Regions from separate parts of the Zea mays genome. Here region 1 is linked to region 2. The links are chromatin contacts, called in public Hi-C maps. All regions are on one chromosome and are shown on one strand. Each heading gives the region's core, a stretch centred on a gene start, on an enhancer-like site or on the middle of the called end of the contact. The rest is flanking DNA. Distances are from core to core; before and after follow the strand shown.

The links. Hi-C and Micro-C count contacts between places; a contact is called where the count stands out from the background.
Region 1: a Hi-C map of ear shows a contact between it and region 2, with 2.8 times the contacts expected there. The contact joins the promoter of LOC100285991 here to the promoter of LOC100274149 in region 2. A contact is called at or near these places in 4 of 25 Hi-C or Micro-C datasets (bundle sheath, ear, endosperm and 1 more).

Annotation. Positions count from the first base shown.
Region 1 is chr3:142,502,861-142,505,560 of Zm-B73-REFERENCE-NAM-5.0, forward strand. It overlaps LOC100285991 (bile acid sodium symporter/ transporter), which reads left to right and starts at 1,400. Exons shown (of 7, transcript NM_001372350.1): 1 at 1,400-1,885; 2 at 2,019-2,159. The coding sequence starts at 1,487.
Region 2 is chr3:142,121,978-142,124,677 of Zm-B73-REFERENCE-NAM-5.0, forward strand. It overlaps LOC100274149 (OSJNBa0059D20.8-like protein), which reads right to left and starts at 1,442. Exons shown (of 5, transcript NM_001148527.1): 1 at 1,075-1,442; 2 at 186-339. The coding sequence starts at 339.

The DNA of each region.
Region 1 (2,700 bases), core at 150-2,649, 380 kb after region 2:
TGGGAAACAGACGGCGTGCGTTGAGGCCGTAAGGGCAGAATCGGCACAAAGATTTGTGGACCCATCTGTCAGGTGCTCCAAAATTACTCGTGACCTCTTTTGGCGAGCGCGCAGACTCGAGCGACCCTTTTTTACGAGGTTAGCTTGAAGCGGTGTATTTTGTAGAGCGACAAGTACGAGCGACCCATTTTACCAAATTCCTCCATGAAGTTAGCATGGCGGCTCGGGAAGCTGTACAACCGTGACAATCCAGCCACACGCAGGAAAGAACACTAACATCGTAATTATAGAAGAGGCAATGGAGTAGCAGGAAAGAGATGAACTCACATTGGAGGGCGAACCGAGGCTCTCCGATTTGCTCCATCATCGCGTTGCCGTGCGACACGAGCACCAACCGTTAGACTCCAGGCGTCTAGGCACCAGCCGGATCCGCCGTAGGACGCGGCGAGTGCGCACGCACTGGTGTGGACGCCGCTCTGTCCACGCACGGTCCTGCGCGGATGCAGACCGTGCTCGCGCCTTGCCCAAGGAGATGGCCACGAAGCTCGAGGCCGCGCCTAGATGGGGTCGCGCCCGTCGTACCGAGGCTGGGGCCGTGTCACCGCGCGCCCGTATGCCACGGCTGCGCCCTCGACGGGGCCGCCGCGCCCGCGTGCCTCTGGGGCAGCGTCCACGCCGCCAAGGGCCGTGCCCGCGCGTCGGAGGCCGCGCCTCGCTCTCGTCGGGGACGGGGGCCGCCGCGCCGGGGTCGGGTCGCCGGCCACGCGCCCGTGCCGTGACCGGGAGGCCGCGCCCGTGCCGCCGGGGCTGCGCCCTGCGCTGGCCGAGGTCGCGCTGCGACAACACAAAGAAGTTCGCGCATACTCCGCTTGACCTCCCGTGCACGGAGAAGTTTGCGCCTGCTCCTTCTGGATCTCAATGAACTCGAGGTCGGGTAGGACAGAGGCAGCGCCGTCGGGGAGGCCACCAAAGGGGTTGGGGCGTCCTCCACCTTGACGAACGCGGTGACGGAGGCGGAGACCGGGTAGGATGGAGGCGGCGCCATTGGCACACGAGAGAGACGAGGTGCTGCCGGTCACCCACGCGTAGGGAGGCGGCCGTTGCGGGCGTAGGGAGCGACATGGCGATGGGTGTGCTGTAGTGGCGCCGGTCGGCGGGATTTGTAGGGGCATGGCGGCGGGCGTGTGATCCGCGCGCGTAGGGTTTCGCGGCGGGATTCGTAGGGGCCTGCGCGGCGGGCGCGTGATCCGCGCGCGTACGGAGGGGAATCGCGGTGGGGGGGGGGGGGGGGCGGGCGTGCGCGTAATCCGCAGGGTAGGGAATCGACGGGAGCAGTCTACACTGTAGACTCAATAGTTAGCCGCAGGGTAGGGAATCGGCGGGAGCAGTCTACACTGTAGACTCAGTAGTTAGTAGAGAAATACTCGTGCGCGCACCACGGACAAAAACCAACCACCGTGCGCCAGCCGCCACGCCAGCGCCTGCCATGGCTCCTCTCCTCCTCCTCCCCCTCCCCCTCCCCCTCCGACCCATCCCCGCCGAGAACTCCATTTCCCGGCTCGCACCGAGGCCAAGGTTCCCTCGTCCCTTCTCCAGGCGGCGCCTACGCCTTCCCGCCCTCCTCCAAGTCCAATGCCTCGCGGCCACCGGCCCCGCCGCGCCCGCGCCGCGGTGGCACGCGGCACTGTCCGCCGCGGCGGGGCTGTACCCGGCCTACGTCGCAGCCGGCGCCTCCGTGGCCTTCACGCGGCCCGAGGCGTTCCGGTGGTTCGTGGCGCTGGCGCCGGGGTCCTACACCGCTACGCTCGGCTTCATCATGCTCGCCATGGGCCTCACGCTCCAGCTCAGTGACTTCGCCGCCCTCCTCCGCGACAGGCCCCTCGCCGTACGTGACTGGATCGGCGGACCTGTATCCCTTCTCGCTCGATCTCCTTCTCCCCCCGTGCAAGTGCAACCGTGAATGGATATCCGAACGGTGGTTGGTTGATTCAATTCAACAAGGTGTTTTCCTGCTGCAGATTTTGTTCGGGTGTGCCGCCCAGTACACCATAATGCCTGCGTTTGGCGCTATCATTAGCCACGCGCTGGGGCTTCCCCCGTCGCTCTCAGCTGGCCTCATCCTGCTGGGATGCTGTCCTGGAGGAACTGCATCCAATGTGGTAAGACTGTCAGCTGAGCCCAGTTTGTTACACTCCCAATTTCTGTTAGAGAGGGGAAATTTTCCCCCTTCTCTTTTATTTCTATGGACAAATTAAGAATATCTATGCAATTCTGAGTTCATACTCTTGTATTCGTTGAACACTGAAATTGAGATGCCAACAGTAGTAGACTACTTGGTTTTTTTTCTAAAACGTTTTTTTCTAAAACGCGCAGGAGAACTGCGCGTTAAATATATTACGAAGATAGAAGAAACAATAAGTCAATAATGGTCTAAATAGACCAGAGTACAGAGTAAAAAGCAAAAGAAAAACGACCTTACGGTGGCCAGAAACAAAAATACACATAAACATCCATATAGAAGACAGCCAAAAGACATCAACAACTGCCCCTAAACTAAGGCCAGATGGTGCACAGATCTTTGGCACCCGCCAGACACCACCTCTGAGCGCCGTCTTTGATGTTCTGTATAATTTGGTTGCCACTAGGAGCATCCCCCTCAAACACACATTTATTCCGCTGCTTCCAAAGCCACCATGCCAA
Region 2 (2,700 bases), core at 192-2,691:
CTTTCATTACCATAGAAGAAAATCAACTCACATATGAACTTGCAGTTACTAACAATTATTCAGTATTGCCACATCTCCATACAAATGCATGCACTTACACCTTTGAGTACTGTTTTATATACCAGGCAACTGTACCTAAAACTTGTCCATAAGGTATTTGACAGGCAACATCGCAATAGACTCACCGGAGCCAAGGATGATGAGACAACGCAATCTGGTGTTGCGTGGTCTCGATGCTGATTGGCCACTGTGCCACAACACGTAGAAGAAGCGGACTGTGAGCACAGAGATGAGTACTGGAAGGGCGTAGCAAGCGGCCACCACGGCATTGAGACCCATCTGTGTTGAAGTAGCAGAGTGTGAAACAAGAAGTTTACACATCTATCTACAATAAGTCAATATTACTTCTTGTTTGGCTTATGCCTTCTAATGGACATGAAAGTATTGAGCATTTCATCTTCATCCATTTCGAATGAACTCTGTATTGTACTCTAAGCACATGAAGAAATTTTATTTCAGTGATCCACGGAATGAACTCTGTATTGTATTGTCGTACATCAACTCTAGAACATGTAACAAATTACATTTTACTGACCTTAATCTACTCTCTATTGTGGTGCTGTACATCAATGTTTCCATGCGGTGAAGACCCAAGATTAGAATACAGGGTGTGCCTAACTAAAAAGTCCCTATACAATACAATACAAAATTTGGTAAACGGTTTGGTAAAGAGAGATAATGTATCTATAAGACCTCACAATACCTTAAATTCAACAGAAAAGTTCAAAACTTACACAGCCGACAATTAAATTGTTGAAACATAAGAGTCGGTCTTACAGAAAACAAGCAAAAAGAAGGCACATCAGTGATCAGTCCTAAGCCCCAATTATATGCAGATATGTTAAATCATAAATTCACATTTCACAACCAATCACCAATCACGGGCATATGGAAACCTTCGTCCCTATTTTGTACTGTCTACCAACAACTGATTCACATTTCACAAGCAGTCAACAAGCAATTCCAAGCATGGGCCAACACCTAATCTAATGTCTCAGTACTTATTTTGCTCACCAGAAATGCAAGAAGACGAGCAACAGAGGCAAGGCAAAGAACTGCGGTCGGCCGCCGGCAGGCACTGGCGCACACGCACTGCGCAGGGGCGTTCGTCGCCAGCAGCCAGGGGACCCGGCGGAGGTCTGGAGGTGCGGCTACGCTGCAGCACAGCCAGCGCCCAGCGCTGGAGGACGGGGAATCAGGTAAGGCCCGGGAAGGGCGGGCCGGTGGGGCAAGTTCGCTGAGAGCACCGTGTGACGACCCGTGGCCACGACGCGCCTACGCCGGACGTGAGCCGAGCAGTGGATCGCCGGTGAGCGTGTCGGCGATGGCGAGGAAGACGCTGGATCAGCCGGAGGGCTGCCAGGTTTGTGGTTTTCTATTCCAGATGGTAGATAGTGTTCACAGTTCGGCGTCCCGGCTTATAAGCCTGACTAGACAACCCTGATACATGGGTCCCACACACCCAGAATGCGTTTCCGCTTACAAGGATACGACGTAGTTTAGGGGGTGTTTGGTTTTTAGGGACTAATGTTTAGTCTCTTCATTTTATTTATTTTTAGTCTATAAATTGCTAAATATAGAAACTAAAAAAAGTTTTAATTTCTATATTTGATAGTTTTGGAATTAAAATGAAATAAAATGTAGGGACTAAACATTAGTCCCTAGAAACCAAACACCCCTTACAGAATACGGTTCAGCTCAGTCTCTGTTTCCTTCAGTCCGGCTGCTTCCTCCAGTCCGGCAGTGTCTGCCGTGACATCTCCCCCGGCCTCAGGTGTTGCTTGGCCCCAAGCAACTGCTTCAGGAAAGCGATGCTTCAACACCGTGTAGTCTTCCCATGTGGTGGCAGCAGGGTCGAGATTCTTCCACCTGACGAGCACCTGGACGATTGCCTTGTGTCCCTTTTTTACCATGCGACGATCGAGCACCTGAAGGGGTTCAGTCCCTTGGACCGACAGATCTGTTAGAGTGGGGAGCTCAGTAAACACAGGAGTATAGTTTGGAGTAAATGGTTTCAACTGAGAGACGTGGAAGACTGGATGAATTTGAGAAGTTGCTGGAAGATCTAGTTTGTAAGCAACTGCGCCTAGTTTCTGAAGAACTGAAAATGGCCCATAGTAACGGTATGCAAGCTTGGGACAAATACGCTTGGCCACTGTGTGCTGAGTGTATGGTTGGAGCTTGAGCAGAACTTGATCCCCAACTTGGAACTGACGGTCGATCCGGTGTTTGTCGGCCTGAATTTTCATACGGTTGCGAGCCACTGTGAGATGCTGTTTGAGTCTGTCAGTCTGCACTTCCCTGTCCCACAGAAAATCTTCAGCTGTTGGGTCTGGTTTGGCCGCAGACGCTGGAAGAAAAGAGCAGTCTGGATCATAGCCATAGATTGCCTTGAATGGGGAGCATCATAAGGATGTATGAAAGGATGTATTATACCAGAATTCGGCTAACGCCAACCATCGTTTCCATTTCTTTGGAGTTTCAGCAACTGCACAGCGGAGATACATCTCGAGGCATTGGTTTACTCTCTCGCTCTGGCCATCGGTTTGAGGGTGGTAGGCTGTGCTGAGGAGTAGCTTAGTGTTGAACCGAGTGAACAAGTGTTGCCAGAGGTTGCTTGTAAAGATCCGGTCGCGATCT